Linked DNA regions of Mus musculus: regions 2 and 3 are each linked to region 1. A link is a contact called in public HiChIP or PLAC-seq and Micro-C data. All regions are on one chromosome and are shown on one strand. Each heading gives the region's core, a stretch centred on a gene start, on an enhancer-like site or on the middle of the called end of the contact. The rest is flanking DNA. Distances are from core to core; before and after follow the strand shown. Region 1 holds the start of Grip1 (glutamate receptor interacting protein 1). Region 2 overlaps Grip1 (glutamate receptor interacting protein 1). Region 3 holds the start of Irak3 (interleukin-1 receptor-associated kinase 3).

What was found. Hi-C and Micro-C count contacts between places; a contact is called where the count stands out from the background. HiChIP or PLAC-seq counts read pairs in DNA pulled down with a chosen protein or histone mark.
Region 2: a contact with region 1 is called in a Micro-C map of embryonic fibroblasts, with 6 times the contacts expected there. The contact joins the enhancer-like site here to the promoter of Grip1 in region 1. A contact is called at or near these places in 8 of 39 promoter capture datasets (3T3-L1-derived adipocytes, the C10 cell line, the HPC-7 cell line and 4 more), 2 of 484 Hi-C or Micro-C datasets (the N1E-115 cell line and embryonic fibroblasts) and 1 of 9 other capture datasets (embryonic stem cells).
Region 3: a contact with region 1 is called in an H3K4me3 HiChIP or PLAC-seq map of forebrain, with 5 times the contacts expected there. The contact joins the promoter of Irak3 here to the promoter of Grip1 in region 1. A contact is called at or near these places in 9 of 39 promoter capture datasets (the C10 cell line, cranial neural crest, embryonic stem cells and 5 more), 3 of 484 Hi-C or Micro-C datasets (cortical neurons and embryonic stem cells) and 4 of 115 datasets of contacts at active chromatin or transcription factors (astrocytes, embryonic forebrain, embryonic stem cells and 1 more).

Annotation. Positions count from the first base shown.
Region 1 is chr10:119,452,725-119,455,424 of GRCm38.p6, reverse strand. It overlaps Grip1 (glutamate receptor interacting protein 1), which reads right to left and starts at 1,391. Exons shown (of 23, transcript NM_001277292.1): 1 at 1,003-1,391. The coding sequence starts at 1,060.
Region 2 is chr10:120,060,039-120,062,738 of GRCm38.p6, reverse strand. The region is part of intron 21 of Grip1 (glutamate receptor interacting protein 1); the gene reads right to left. Among named protein-coding and RNA genes, the nearest start is that of Helb, 52 kb to the left of the region's middle. Within about 2 kb of position 1,313, at least 40 of the 459 cell types and tissues checked have an H3K27ac peak or open chromatin away from gene starts, as enhancers often do. A contact at or near this core is called in the N1E-115 cell line and embryonic fibroblasts, where this site is marked.
Region 3 is chr10:120,200,318-120,203,017 of GRCm38.p6, reverse strand. It overlaps Irak3 (interleukin-1 receptor-associated kinase 3), which reads left to right and starts at 1,421. Exons shown (of 12, transcript NM_028679.4): 1 at 1,421-1,691. The coding sequence starts at 1,559. Gm38500 (predicted gene, 38500) reads right to left here and starts at 1,428. Exons shown (of 3, transcript NR_166661.1): 1 at 1,169-1,428; 2 at 823-916; 3 at 1-70.

The DNA.
Region 1 (2,700 bases), core at 142-2,641:
TTGAAGCAGCAGGAGTATATAAACCCTGGTGGACCTTGACAGCCAGGGAATCCCTCTGGATGCTGCGCACCCCACAGCCCCATGGGGCCTTGGTAGGAAATTTTGGTGTACTCCGTACATGATATCCAGGTTACGGCCAACCACTGCACAACCCAAACACCGTAAGATGACAACAGAACCAAGCGTTTAGAGTGCAAAAGGCCTTCAACTTTTCCTCTCCGCGAGTCACTTCAAAACAACGTGCCCAGCACACTTGGCAGGCTGAAGCACAAAGGGGCTGCAGAGCCACCTGGCACGGAGAGCCGTGTCTTCCGAAGAAAACAGACAGTAATTATGAAAAGTCCGCAGTCCTGCGGTATTAACTAGAAAGCCGGGACTGCGCTGGGCATAACTCATCTTTTAGGCAGTCACTACCAGCCAGGGGACAGTCAGTCCTCTCTCCCCTCCCCCCTTCCAGCGACCCAAGGCAGCGCCCCCTACCCGCCCCCCACACTCTTCCCCCTTCTACTCCCCCTTTAAGAATCTCCTGCAACTTTGGGTTTGGCAGCACCATCGTAGCCCAGCCAGAGGCGGGGACATCGTCAAGGCGGCCGCGGCAGGAGGAGGAAAGTTTGAAAAGTCACTTAAAGCATTGCAAGATTCTCCCCCACCCCCAGCACCAGGAGAGCCCACCGCACAGAGAGGAGCCGGGGCTCCACGTGCGCAGCGGGCCCAGGAGAAGCTGGAGTTCCCTCTAGGTCCTCGGTAAGAAAAAACAGAATCTTTCCCCGGGCGAAAAGTTGCTTGCCGCAGCACTGTTCCCTTGCCCCCTCGGCTTTTCCCCCCTCCAGATCCCCAAACCCCCTCTCGGATTTCGCAAGGTGCCACCTGGCCTGGAGCGCGGTCCCCGGAGGGCACGGCGCCCCTCCCTTGCCGGCCGGAGGACAGGTCTCGGGGAGCTGGGGGACAGGGAGGCACCGAGGGCGCCCGGCCCGGCCCCCCAGGCTCGACCGCCAGGCTCACCTCTCTCCTGCTCCTCCGCTTGTAAGCAGATGGGGATGTTCTTCTTCCAGCCCGGCATGGTGTCTGCTCCCTGAGCTTGCTCCGGGGCGTACTCGCTGGCTCGCTCACTCGCTGGTCGCCGGCTCTGGGGCTCGCCGCGCCTCCTGGCTCACGCCCTCCGGCCGGTAGCAACACGCCCGAGGCTGCTCAGCGGGGCTGGGGCGCCGAGGCGACTCCCCGATACATTGAGGCGACGCCGCGCGCCCCGCTGCTCGCCTCCAAGTCTCCCGAGCTCCCCGGGGGTGGCGGTGGCGGTGGCTGTGGCGGTCGGGCCGCGCGGTAACCGGGCAGAGCTGGGGGGGGGGGGGGGTTCTGCAGCCGCGGTGGCGCGGTGTGGCCGCGAGGCCGGGGGACCGGAGCAGGCCGGTGTAGGACCGCCGAGCCCCCGGAGGTGGGCGCCGGCGGGAGCTCAGGGCTGGCGCCGCCTCGCTCCGCTCCTCCTCCTCCACCTCCTCCTCCTCTTCGTCGTCCTCGCCTTCTCCTTCCTCGTCCCTCCGCCGCCAGCAGGTGGGACTCGGAGCCGCCGCGGCCGCACAAAGCTCCTCGGGGCGGGCGGGACCGAGCTGCGGGCTCCCGGGGCGCCTGTCGCCAGAGCCTCTCCCCCCGAGACGCGCGCGAGGCTGGGCGGGCACGGAGGGGCGCGCGCGCTCACACCCTCGGCGCCCGGATCGCCGGCCTGCGAGGCGCGCCCGGCCCGCCAGGTACGGAGCCTGGCACCCCGCCGCCGCTGCGGAGCCCTCGCCCGCCCCTCCCGGGCCTCCCGCCCCGAGCCCGACCGGCCGCTTAGGCGGCTTTGGCGATGACCTCGATGAAGCAGGGGGCAGTGTCCTTCCCTCTAGTCCCTCCTTCTCGCCGCTCACTCCCCTCCCCAGCCCTGCCCGTCGCCCCCTCCCCCAAGTTGAGACTCGCAGCTCCGGATTCGCTAACTTCGCCCTCAACACAGGGGCAGTGGCAACTTTCGGGATGGTCGGCGCTGGTCCCAGGGGTGGGGACGGTGGGAGCCAGGAGCCCCTTTTGTTTTAAAGGATGCAAGCAGACCTCAGCTGAGTGAATATTTAATAGCTGTCTTCAAGTGTAGGAAGGAATTTTATGATCAGGTTTTATGATTAGTTTCTTCCTCTTGTCATAGGCTCACAGAAAGAAAAAAAAAATCAGTGGAAAATGAATAAAGGTGGGGAGGGGGAGGGGGGACAGAAGCCTTTGTACCAGAGCCTGGAAGGTTCTGCCCAGGCATGTGGGCTCTTCCTTGAGACCTCAGTGCTACTAGGAGAGGGACTTTTGGCAGCTGTCTGTCTTGCATGGAGATGCCATTCATTTCTTCAAGCCTGGGCCTCTGGCTGGAAAATAGCCATGCCTTTCCCTCCCATCTGACGGGTTCTGAAGAGTTTGGAGCCCCAGAGGCTGTATCTACTGGAGTGTGGTTTGGGGGTTTCGCCTCTGCGGTTTCTTTTGGCCTCTGAAGGAACTGTGGTTCCTCTCCCTCAATGGGGACATCAGCTCTTGCCAGCCTTCTGCTCTCTCACTGCCAGAGCAATAGCATAATCACACAGCACCTGAAGATAAGGTCTGTCTTCTCCTGCCATCTCATAAACTGTCTGATCAAGCAGGGATGTTGGCACCTGCCGTTGCCCCTTGTGCGAGTGCTTGGTTGTCACTGCA
Region 2 (2,700 bases), core at 64-2,563, 610 kb before region 1:
CACAGAGACAGACAGGGACATTGGGGAGTCGGATCCATGACAGAAGTTCATAAAGAACATGAGGAATAGCAACGAGGCACACTGTCTCGAAAGCTTGTCTCACAGGACCACTGAAGGTCACGTGAGATGTGGGGTGTCACCTCCACTTGACATATCTTCCCCCGACTGTAGCGGTGGACAGCTTGCAAAACATGACAAAATACCAAGTGGGCTCTGCCTAGCAAAAGTGCAGAGGACTCCCAAGTTACCCTTTAGAACAGACAGTGATACCGTCTGAGACTCCTTATGCCACTGACTGATAAGACACCTCTTGATTGCTCTTTAAACGAGCTTTGTCATTGCTGTAATCCTTGGTCACTCAAGTAAATTTAAAAAAAAAAAAGCTTTTTTTTTTTTTAATAAGTTTTTCGAGACAGGGTTTCTCTGTGTAGCCCTGGCTGTCCTGGTACTCACTCTGTAGACCAGGCTGGCCTCGAACTCAGAAATCCTCCTGCCTCTGCCTCCCAAGTACTGGGATTACAGGCGTGTGCCACGCCCTGTTCTAAAAAGGCATTCTTTTAAACATGAGCCTTTTTTTCCCACAAATTTTGTTGTTGTTGTTTTGTGGTGGTGGTAAGGTTTAAAAAGGATAGAACCGCATCCATGGGAATGCGATGGAAAACATGCATTTTGAGGATTTCTGGGGCCACTGTTTAATTGAAATGTGCAACCCAAAGTCTGTTCCTTGTCACCCTAGCCAATGGTCCCCCAACAGTGTTCACACTGTTGTTTGCCCTTGGCACCACGGGGGATAAGCTGGCTGCCAGGCTGACACAGTGACAGGCAAAGAGCCTCCACTTCTCTGAGTGAGCAGTTTCCTGGCTTTGCATCCTGTCCTTGCTGGCTCTAGCTCACGCTTGGACAGCCGAGGAAAGCTGGAGTAAGACTGAACGAGGTCGACTGTACCTGGGAAAATGTGCCTTGTGAGGTTTCCCTCCTCTGCTAGCAGGTGGCCCTGCTCTCTCTTTTGGAAGCGAGAAAAGCCAGACTCATACTCTCTCTACTTCTGAAGAGAAGGGAGCCCAGCAAAGCATGGCTACAGATGATAGCCGAGTTCACACACCAACGGAGCTGCTTTTAGCTTCCCGTGATTTCCGCTGCAGGCAGTCCTGAGCCAGCAGTCAGGAGGTCTGTGCCTGGCCCCGCTGACTCCTGTAATCCACCACGGTGACCTCAAATATTTAGTGAAGAAAGAGGCATGGGAAAGAGTGAGGTATTTGCCTTTCATTTTTCCTCCTAGGGCCACGCCCATTCCTAACCAGGGGGCGGGGTTACAGAAGAATCTGGTGGCCCCCCGCAGCACTCTGTCCAAGGAGTAGAGCAGCATCACCGCACTGGCTCCACTCTGACAAAACTCCCAGCCTGCAAATGCACCGTGCGTGCGCGCTTGGCTGAGGAAAAAGCTGATGCTCCTGCCAGGCAGTGGTGGCGCACGCCTTTAATCCCAGCACTGGGGAGGCAGAGGCAGGCAGCTTTCTGAGTTTGAGGCCAACCTGCTCTACAGAGTGAGTTCCGGGATAGCCAGGGCGATACAGAGAAACCCTGTCTCCAACCCCGCCCCCACCCCCACCCCCCAAATAAAAAAGAAAGGAGAAACAAAATAGTTGAGTCTCCAGAGTGACTCAGAGTGACTCAAATGTTCCGGTGGAGTCCTCAGCAGCCTTAAGTGTGTGTGTGTGTGTGTGGGGGGGGGGGGGGGGGGGAGAACCCTGGAAAATTATTTTAAGAATCCTTCTGTCAAAAGACATATATCAATAGCTGTATACAACTAAATGCTAAACTTAATTCTGTTGGAAGTCATGCACAGCAGGGAACCAGTGAGTGTCAATAGGAAATCATTTTTAAAGTTCAATTGGGCTGAATGCGAGGAACTTGTCCTCTTGCAAAAGAGCTTTTGATTTGATTTGGCTTTGGTGCCTGGAGGTGTGTGTGGAAGTGCAGCGGTGACTCATCGCAGAGATGGATCAAGTGGCCACCAAAGGATGCTTAAGATTCCAAAGGGGACAAAAAAAAACGGACAGTTATCAACGAAACACAGCAAAGATTGCTTGTCCCTTATCTACAAAGAGAAAGCGTTTGTGATAAGCTGCAGCAGAAAACAGAGCTCATATTAAAGATAAAGCATGGAAGCTCCAGGGCCCGAAGTGTAGCCTCGCTTCCCCTCCCACCATTCTGTGTCTGTGATTGCATTAAAACAGAATACTATCTAGAACTAGCAAGACGTCTGCCCATGATTTTCAATCTTTAGACCTCAAGAGAATCCACTGACGATATTGCTAAAGTGTCCGTGTCCCTGGCTCAGCGTCCCTGAAAACACAGAGACCCTGCATTTTAACAAGCACTCCATGGTGACGGTCACCTCGCACCTATAACCCAAACAACTATCTAAAGTTTCTCTCTTCAAACTTGTCTAAGGTCTGTTAGTGACTCTTGGAATTAGTTCAATACAAGCTGTACTTAAGAAACAACAACAGCAAAAATGCCAGTGTACACTGTGCTGGGAAGTTTGGATTCCTTCATAGATAGGAAGTCAGTGTGCACCGTGTTTAGGAGCTCAGTACGCTTTGGCTTTGAGAAAGTTGGAGAAACAGAAGTCCATAGTAGATCCAGCACCACTGTTTACCACACCATCACCCTGAGTACCGAATCACTCCAGCCCTG
Region 3 (2,700 bases), core at 172-2,671, 750 kb before region 1:
GAGGCGTGGCTTTGGAGGGTGTATCTTGCCCCCAATCTCTTTCTCCTTGCCTCATGCCGCATTAGAAGACCTGGTGATGCAAACATTTTGAGTGTTACTGTTATTGTTATAGTGAGGATATTAAACATCCTCTGACTGCCCATATACTAAAAGCTTGCTTGCCAGCCTACAGTGCTGATAGGCGACTGAACCGGAACCAGATAGGTCTTAGTGCAAATAAATCAGATCCCTTGAAGGGAATTTGGTACCCTGGCCCTGTCCCCCTTCCTCCCTCCCTCTCTCTCATTTCCTGCCGCCATGGATCACTTACGCTATGACACTTTGGCTTCTCAGAGACCTCAAAAGACATTGGGGTCAAGCAACCATGGACTGAAGTTCCGAGGTTGTGTACCAAACAACTTCTTCTTTTGAAGCTGCTCGGTGGGGGCATTTTGTCAGAAAGCTAACACAACCACACATGGCGATTTCCTGTGCAGGCACACGTCTCAGGTTGCTTTTGTCTGGTCTAGAAAGTCAAAAAGAACCCTGTATCAATCTTCTCTCCCTCTGATGCTCAGCATGGTGGCATAGAGACCCTTTTTGGGGTGTAGCCTGATAAAACCGTAGTCCTTAGAATGAGGAGACTTAAGAAGTTTTGCTCAAACAGTTCTAACTTTGCCACTGTGGGTACTGAATGCCCAGGCACCATTGCTGCTGACCGCCAGGGGGCGCCATTCCAAAGACAAGCTCAGGGGATTGAAACAGGAGTTTGTTTTTCAGTGCCTGGTTATCATAAAATCTCCCACTTCATTTTCCCACCTCCTTTGTCAGTAGTATCCGTACCGTTCCTGCGGTGGTCATTACAGCATAAACGGTAGAATATTTCAACACACCAGCCAATGTTTCCTAAACTTCATTTTGCAAACTCGTTGAAGCACTGCGAGGAAAGAAAGGGAGACTGTAGTAAAACCAAGCGGCACGACGGCAGGGGTTGCCTTCTGCAGCAAGGATGAGCAGTTTGTTTGCCCAGGTTTGGCCTGTTTGTTGTGGTTTTCTTTTTATGTCCATTTCGCCCGGCGTGTACACGTTTCCTTCCGTTTAAAGTTATTTGGCAAAAACGTGTTTCTCGGTGAGCACGCATTTCTTTCCTGACGGGACAAAGAGAAACTTTAAAAGATGTAACACAAACCTCTTAGATCCATCGTGGCCAGGAGGCCGCCCGTCCCAGAGCAGCAGAGGGGTGGCGGCTTTCCCGGATTCCAGCCGCTGTTCCCCGCCCTCATTTTCTTGGCTGGTCTCCTGGGTCATGTCCCAAGACGGGGACGGACAGAACGGTTCATAACAAAGATGACCTGGGGTGCGGCGCGCAGGGTCGCGGGACAGCGGCTAGGAGCAAGGGCAGCCCAGGTCTCGCAGGGCGCATCCCTGGGGAGCGGCTCCCTACGTCACGTGGGGCCCGCCCTGCGACGGCGTGTTGCAAGCTCCGGGCAGCCGTCGTGGAGCTGAATTTCCGCGGTTGTGAAAGGCGGTGACAGCGGCGACCTCCCTGCTTCTCTGCGTGGGGTCCCGGGACTCCGCGATGGCCGGCCGGTGCGGGGCCCGTGGCGCGCTGTCGCCACAGTTGCTGCTCTTCGACCTGCCGCCCGCACTGCTGGGAGAGCTTTGCGGGATCCTGGACAGCTGCGATGGCCCGCTCGGCTGGCGGGGCCTGGGTGAGTGCGACTCAGACCTGCCGGTCCTCCCCCGCGAGGGACTCAGCAAACCCGGGGACCTGCCACTCACTCTCCTTCCCTCTCTGACAGTGGGGTACTGCTGTATCAAGTTAGGGGATTGGGTATGTCAGATGTCAAGAAAGCATCCCGTGCTGGGAAGAGATTCTCGCTTCACTCGGTTTGCAGTGTGCGCAGCAGTATGCAAATATTACCGTATGCAGGGCATGGCTACTGGCTCTACAACCCCTACATCAGATTTTTTTAATATTATAACTTCTTTTTTGAGATGCCGCTCAGTTGCTAGAGTGCTTACCTATAGATGTATGAAGCTGCATGTTCGATTCCCTAGCTTGGAATAAAACAGACAGTGGTAGTGCCAGTCATTGAGAGGTAGAAGTAGGCAGGACAGATGCTCAAGAGCATCCTCTCCTTGTAGAGAGTTCCTAGCTGGCTTGGGAAACATGAGACGCCATCTCAAAAACAAAAAGCAAACTTACTTTCTTTTCTTTCCTTTCTTTCTTTCTTTCTTTCTTTCTTTCTTTCTTCCTTCCTTCCTTCCTTCCTTCCTTCCTTCCTTTCTTTCTTTCTTTCTTTCTTTCTTTCTTTCTTTCTTTCTTTCTTTCTTTCTTTCTTTCTTTCTTTTCTCCTTTCCTTCTTCCTTCCTTCCTTCCTTCCTTCCTTCCTTCCTTCCTTTCTTTTAGAACTTTAAGATATCTATTCTTTGGTGTTTTTTGTGTGTGTATCCCACACTCCTCCCGCATCTAGAAGACAAATTCCAGGAACCAGTTCTCTCCTTCCACCACGGGATCCTGGGACAGAACTCAGATGGCATGCATAACCCACTTCGCTGTTTCCAATAAGTCTCCAATAATCTATAAGGGAAATGCTGTTTGCGGTGGATGTGATTTCCACTTTTCTTTCTTTCTTTCTTCCTTTCTCTCTCTCTCTCTCTCTCTCTCTCTCTCTCTCTCTCTCTCTCTCTCTTTCTTTCTTTCTTTTTAAGATTTAT